2 separate regions of the Mus musculus genome follow, and region 1 is linked to region 2. A link is a contact called in public HiChIP or PLAC-seq data. All regions are on one chromosome and are shown on one strand. The core of a region is the stretch at or near the end of the contact, and the rest is flanking DNA. Distances in the headings are between cores, read along the strand shown.

Evidence for each region. HiChIP or PLAC-seq counts read pairs in DNA pulled down with a chosen protein or histone mark.
Region 1: a contact with region 2 is called in an H3K27ac HiChIP or PLAC-seq map of embryonic stem cells, with 7 read pairs. The contact joins two enhancer-like sites. A contact is called at or near these places in 1 of 39 promoter capture datasets (the 3T3-L1 cell line), 25 of 484 Hi-C or Micro-C datasets (3T3-L1-derived adipocytes, the AML12 cell line, LSK cells and 9 more), 8 of 115 datasets of contacts at active chromatin or transcription factors (the NIH/3T3 cell line, astrocytes, a beta-TC-6 cell line and 4 more) and 1 of 9 other capture datasets (embryonic stem cells).

Annotation. Positions count from the first base shown.
Region 1 is chr14:77,006,455-77,009,896 of GRCm38.p6, reverse strand. No RefSeq gene overlaps it. Among named protein-coding and RNA genes, the nearest start is that of Lacc1, 28 kb to the left of the region's middle. Within about 2 kb of position 1,451, at least 11 of the 459 cell types and tissues checked have an H3K27ac peak or open chromatin away from gene starts, as enhancers often do.
Region 2 is chr14:76,827,511-76,831,014 of GRCm38.p6, reverse strand. Gm30365 (a long non-coding RNA gene) reads left to right here. Exons shown (of 3, transcript XR_383623.4): 3 at 1-3,504. Among named protein-coding and RNA genes, the nearest start is that of Gm30365, 8.5 kb to the left of the region's middle. Within about 2 kb of position 1,939, at least 7 of the 459 cell types and tissues checked have an H3K27ac peak or open chromatin away from gene starts, as enhancers often do.

The sequences.
Region 1 (3,442 bases), core at 202-2,701, 180 kb before region 2:
GTGAATGTTTCTTGTTTCTCCTGTATGGTTTGCTATCTAATTTCCCAAGAGTCATTTAATAATATTTTGGTGTTTCTTTGATTCACCACATGGCACTGGTTATTGCTGATTATAATGGGAGATCTGGCTCATTTTCTTAAAACATTATTCAGAATAGCTTTCACTTTTACCGAAAATTGCAAAGATAATAGAACGAGTCATATTAACCCCACTCCTAGTGTCTCTGAACATCTTACATTAGTTTGATTTACTTCTTGAAATTAATGAACTGGTGTTAATACACTATTATCAAATAAAATCCATACTTCAGTAAAATTAAATTTCTTTTCACCTAATGTCTTTTTTTTTGATGACCTAATATTTCAGCCTTTTCTTTGGGGACCCCATCTAGGATCCCCCACTGCATCTAATCAGAACTCCTTGTGTTGATCTTAGCTGTAACAGTTTTATGATTCCAGGATGTTGCGTGATCACCGCAGCATTGAGCTGTGTTAGTCAGGTATTTTGTTGAGTATCTCTCAATTTGGCTTCATCAACTCTTCCTCCATGGTTTAATGTACAATGCACTGAGTTGTGCTCAATCTCAGCGAGGGGTGTGGAATCCGCACAAATCGTGTGAAACCCTATCTGGGACGTTTACTATTTATCTCATCATTTATAGAACATGGTCTTTTGAGTAGGTATTGTTGGGTTATAGACATATTGGTTTATTTTTGTGGCCCCAAAGAGCCATTTGGAGCTTCTGTAGACGGATTCCCACGCATCTTTGATATAATCCCATCCTTATTCCTTTTGAACTACAGAGCTATAAATCACTTTATTTACTAGGATTACCTGATACTTTTTAATGCATCACCATGATTCAATTTTTAAAAACGTTGAGTGTCTATTGAAAGCAGGGCCTTGGATTAGAAATATTTTTTAAATCTCTTATGGTGTCTCTTCAGATTTAAGAACAGGTGTGTCCTTTTCAGTGGAGAATCGTTTCAGTGACACCGAGGCCCACACAGTTTACTCCAGCATGACCCAACTTGGGCGCTTTATTTACCTGGCTGTGTTCATAACCAGAGAATCTGCATGCAAATCTTAAGGACCCCTTCATTTTCTTCATGTCTAAGTATGCATAACAAAAGTCCAGAACTTTGGGAGTTGGGGGGGGGGGTGCCAGCCCTGGGTCCAGCCCCAATACTACTTAGTTTCATGACTGTAGTGACAAAATAACACAAATTACTTTTTTTTTTATGATACCTTGTAGATACTGGGTGCTGATTTTAGAAAATGCACATCATTGAGGATGTAGGTGTCTCATGGTGCCCTTAAACTGAACACAGAGATTTGACCCTCTTGGTTTGCATGATGTCATGGGGCGTGGGGGGTGGGGGAGCGTTGTGTTGAATGAGAAGGAGCCATGCTTAGCAGTTGAATAAAACATTGGGTAGACTGCCACCAGGTGGCAGAAGCACTCTGATTGGCAAGGACACTCCTAAAGGACTTGCAGGTAATTAGCCAGCTCTTCCTCTTAGTCACTGCTTCAAGTTCAGATGACAGGAACAGGTCTGAATGTACAATTGAGCTTTATAATTTCCTATCAAGACACCAGCGATCTTTCAGGTTCCCAAGCAGAAGTCTTTGAGTTATTTTTGTTACATCTGATCTTTTATTTATTGAGAGATACTGCCTGTTCTGACCGGCTCCCCCGCCCCCCCCGCCCCCTACTTCTTTGCTCCTTTCGCAAAACCTCTGATTCAGATGTACCAAGAAAAAAAAAAAAAAAAAAAAAAACTTTAAACTGAATGCAACTTTCCAAGTCTGAGTCACTGCTTGTGAATTTTTTTTTTATTTGAGACCCTTCTTTCACCTCACCCATGCTCTGCAAATAGGAGTTACTTTTATGGTTCAGGGTTGGAGGTATTGTATGCAATATATATATATATATATATATATATATATATATATATATATATATACATACATACACACACACATATATACACACACACAATAAATATATATATGCACAAAATATATATGTACTATATATATATATGCACTATATATACACACATATATACACACATATATACACACATATATACATACACACACACACACAGCCACTCTTACACCAGACTCTATCTCTTCCCTCCTAGTAGAAAAAGCCTTGTCACAACATGGAGCTCTGCTCTGTTACAGGCAATGGCTAGGCACAGTAGGGACTCATGTGCTTCTTGCAGAGGAAGTCACGAAAACATTGGTCCTGAGGTTGAGTCTGAAGGTAATTCAAACAGTTGAAATGATCATAGAGGTGGGTTGAGGGGAAATGGCGTGATCTTTCAAAGCCCGACACTGTTATTTAGGTGTATAGGGCAGTGGTTAGAAATGATATTAAAATAAAGGGGCAAGAGACCACATTATGGGGGTGGCTGAACGACATGCAAAGAAGTTAGGACTTTATCTTTTGGGCATTGTTGTAAGGTCTAGAAAGAATAATAAGAAAGATAGACTTGCATTTCAGAAAGATGCCCCCATGGTTTTATAGAGATTCATGAGAGGGGAGTAAGATCTACCGCATGGAAACCACATTGGAATGACCACAGAGCCTGGATGGGTGGCGGGGATATTTAGACCTAAAACAAAGTAAGGAAAGGGCAGAATAGCACTTGTAAGTCAGCAAAGAATCAAGTCTGATTGAGGTAAATGGCTGGGTGGCCACCAGGTTCCTGGCTAAGGTCACTGGATGAGTGGGTGGTGATCTCATTCATTAGGACAGAGGATACAGCAGCTAGGAAGATTATATTGGTGATATGAGAAGCTAAATTTATTTTGGGAGCATTTTTATCTTATGTATGCCAATCAGCTTCACATATATATATGGAAGGCATCAATAAATGATGCATTATTGAGCATTCATCCTAAAAAGTCCCAAGGCTGTTTCTTTCCCACGGGTTTCTTCTTTCTTTTCCCACAGTCTTCCCAACATGAAATTTCTGTGGCTTATTTCGTGTACCTTTTAAAGCTTTTCTCACAGGGGAGTTCCTCAGTCATTGTAAAGGTTTCAATATAAACTCTACAAGCAAAGAATCGGTCCTTAGTCTAAAGGAGCTCGGTGTCCATGGCAGAACTGTGGCTTGGTTAACTGCAGTGTTTTCATGGGACATCTGGACAATGGGGATCTATCTCCTTTTGGGTAGGAGGAGTTGGAGAGAGCTGCTGGGGAGAAGCTAGGCCTGGGTAAAACACTAACAGATGACAGCGCTGGAAACCTAAAGGATGCGCAGATGATCAGCATTAGGAAATGTGCAGCTGAAAATGCCCTGCCTCTGTGTATTCAGCCGTGGCCCGTCTTTGCAGTCTTTTCTTTTGAGGCGGTGTCTAGAGAAACCTTTCTATCCCTGGCTTGTTGATCATGAGTAGCTTTGAACTCGTGATCTTCCAGCTTCAG
Region 2 (3,504 bases), core at 690-3,189:
GGAGGAAACTCAAAAGTCCCTAGAACCAAATGAAAATAGAAGCACAATTTACAAGAGCCCTTGGGATAATGCTACGGTATTGATTGCTAAGAGAGAAATTTACAGTCCTGAGTGGACACACACACACACAGGAAAGAGAGAGAGAGAGAGAGAGAGAGAGAGAGAGAGAGAGAGATTGTTAGAAAATTAGAAAAACAAAGAGGAGCCAAATCCAAAGCAGCTAATGGAAAGAAGGAACAGACAGATGGAAGGAACAGACAGATGGAAGGAACAGACAGATGGCTCAGGAGTTAAGAGCCCTGGTTTCTCTTCCAGACAACCCAGGTTCAGTTCTTAGCATCCATGACAGCTCACAAGCAACTGTAACTCTAGTTATAGGAGATCCAACATCCTTTTGTGGCCTCCATGGTCACCAGACACACATGTAGTATATAAACAGAGTTGCAAGTAAAACACCTATGGATATAAAGCTAATCTTAAAAGATAAGGGCAGAAATGACTGAAATAGAAACTAAACAGGCAATGTATAGCATCAGCCAAACAAAAGGGTTTTTTTTTTTCTTTAGAAGAAATCAACAAGACTGGAAAACCTGTAGCCAATTTCATAAAATGGGAGATGAAAAGGGAATGTTGCAACAGATTCTAATGACATTTGGAGCATCTTTAAGGAATGTTTTAAAAACATTAAAGGATCCTAGATTCCTAGACACATCCACCTACCAAAACTAAGCCAAGAAAATACACTAGTAACTTGAACGGACCCATGACAAGAAAACTGAACTAATATTAACTGTGTCATAAACAAATGAATGGTCAAAGAAAACATGGTGTGCATAGTCAGTGGAATTGTACCCAGCCAGAAAGAAAAATGAAATCATGACATTTGCAGGGAAATGGATGGGCCTGGTGATCACCGCATTAAGTGAAATAAGCCATACTCAGACAAAGGCTGCATGCAAGCATTACAGACCATAAAAGAGAGGGAAGAGCAATTAAGAAAGTGGTGGGAGGGGGAAGAGAGGGTGAGAGAGAATATGTGAGACAAAAGCACAATGGGGTCTACTTGAAGGGACAGAGGACCAGCACGAGTGGCAGGGAGGACTGAGAGCACAGTGGAGAGGATGATGGGGAGGGTGATGAGGGAGAGAAATGGGGGAGGGGAGAGCAATGGGGAAGGGGGATGAACAAAGAGAAAGTATCACAACACATATGTAGGAAGATGCCTGTGGCAAAGTAAAAGTGTACGCTTAAAAACAAACAAGCAGATCAAACAACGCCACTCAGGATTCTACTCCAGCTCCTCTTTTATCCCACTCTTCAACGGATGAATCTGGAGACTGGCTCACACTAAGCATTTGAGAAACAGTCTTAGTTTACTCTTTTTGTAACCATGAGTTGCAGTGTGTAAAATGGTTTAACTCAAAGGATATGAATTTAACACAACCTTACATTCTTCATCTAAATCTTACACTGTAGCCAAATTTCTAATCAGACCTCAACACCTGTAACTCAGTTTTCTTCCATTAAATTATGAAAGCATAGCAGGCCTCAAGATTATTGGTCTGCAACCCTAGAAATAGAGGAATAGCCGTGACTATTATTTCCCCCTGGGTGTGAATTGCCATTTCACAGGCTGTCACTGTCACTGTGTTTTAAGTCCCCTGCCAACCACCCTGGGGCAGGTAGATGGCATCACAGGTCTTGAAGCCCTAACAGGAAATGTTTTCTTTTAAAGACTGGATTGGCCTCTCTTTCCATGAGACACCCAATTCATATCCCTAGCAGCTTCAATTTTCAATGAAGGGAGGCTCCTTCATTAGCATGTCTCTGAAATAAGCTGTGCATTTGGAGGCAATTTTCCTGGACTTGGCTGCCCATTCGTTTACAGCGTGGTCCAGACAAGTAATCCTGCCACCTCAGATGGCCTCTGAAAACCTGAGCCAGGAAAGTTCCTGACACATTTGGACTCTGGCTGGGATCAGTGTCCAGCTTCCTGCAAACACTCCTGGGGATGTCAACACATTTTTCCATCTTCTCTCCTGTTTGTATTACACCCTGGGAGGACTAGGTTTAGGCAAGCATCAATATTTTGATGTGATGACATGATGAACGTCCACAGTCAGTGCTGACAGTTGCAATTCTGAGATGCTAGAGTGCAGAGGGTAAAAGCGGTAGAAGAAACAAGCCAAAAGCTATGAAGAGAAGATGTCCTATTTAATCTCTCACAAAAAAAAAAAAAAAAAAAAAAAAAAAACAAGGTAGCTCGGTGTGCCTGCAAATGAAGCATTTGTTTTCCTCCCAATCGTGGTCTGTTTCCTGTTTCAGAGCCCAATGTACAGAGAAGGAACTTGGGGCGTGCGGGAGGGAGTGGGGGGAATCTTTGGTGACTCTTACATTCAGTCACATGTAGACGTCACCAAGTTCCAAAGATTTCACATCTGCTGTGTAGCTTCATACATTGAATACATCTTATATGTAACCTTTATCCAGTCCCACACTGCCACATTGCGCTTCATCTTTAACACCAGTAAGCACTTCTGCCTATTGTATTAGTTACTCCTCTTGCTGCTGTGACAAAGTATCTACAAAAAGTAACTTTTAGAAGGGTTTATTTTGTGCTTTTTCCATCACCCTGTTGGAGGCATGGCAGCAGAAGGAATGGGAGACTCTTCCTATTGTATCCACAGTCAGGAAACAAGAGCAGTGAATGTCTGTGCTCAGATCGCTTTCTTCTTTATTTCAACCAGGGACTGCAGGACAAGAAACAGTATCTCCACATTTAACATCAGATCTCACTCGGGCTAATCATGATACATGCCCAACTGTTCCCATGGTGATGCTAAATCCCACCAAACTGACAATCAAGACCAACCACTGCAGCTATTGTATGCATTCTCTGTTGCTGTGATAAAACTCCAGAGAAAGCAGGAAAGGCTTCTTTGGGGGCTCATTGTGTCAGCGCGCAGTTTCGTAGACTGGTTGTTTTATGCCTGTAGCAAGGCGGTAGATCTTTACAAAATATGTAGCATAAGAAAGCACTTATAACATGGTGGCCAGAAAGCAAGAGAAGACAGCCTCCCGATGTCACCTTTAAGGGCACACTCCAATGACCTAGCAGCCTCAAACTAGGTCCCACCACCCATCAGCCTGGTGGATGACAGGTCTTCAGCGCACGACCTTTGGAAGGCATTTCAGATCCACTCCTGATGGTCGTTTAGTCTTCTCTCTGCCTGACTCTGACATTCTATAATACATTCCCCATGCTACAGTGAGAAAAATCTCTAGCATAAATTCAGGAATATAAACCTGCTTTGTTACTTTTTGCTGGTTTTTCATTGCTTTCTGAACAAAGTCCAAGATCTCAAATATGGCTTACACAATCTAGACATGCTCAGTTCTTCAGCTTTTGTGGCTACTTTCCCAACACTGCATGTCCGTCCCTTGGGCTCCCTTCTAATTCTCCAATCATATGTCCTTCCATACCATGGTACCTGTGTCAGTGTT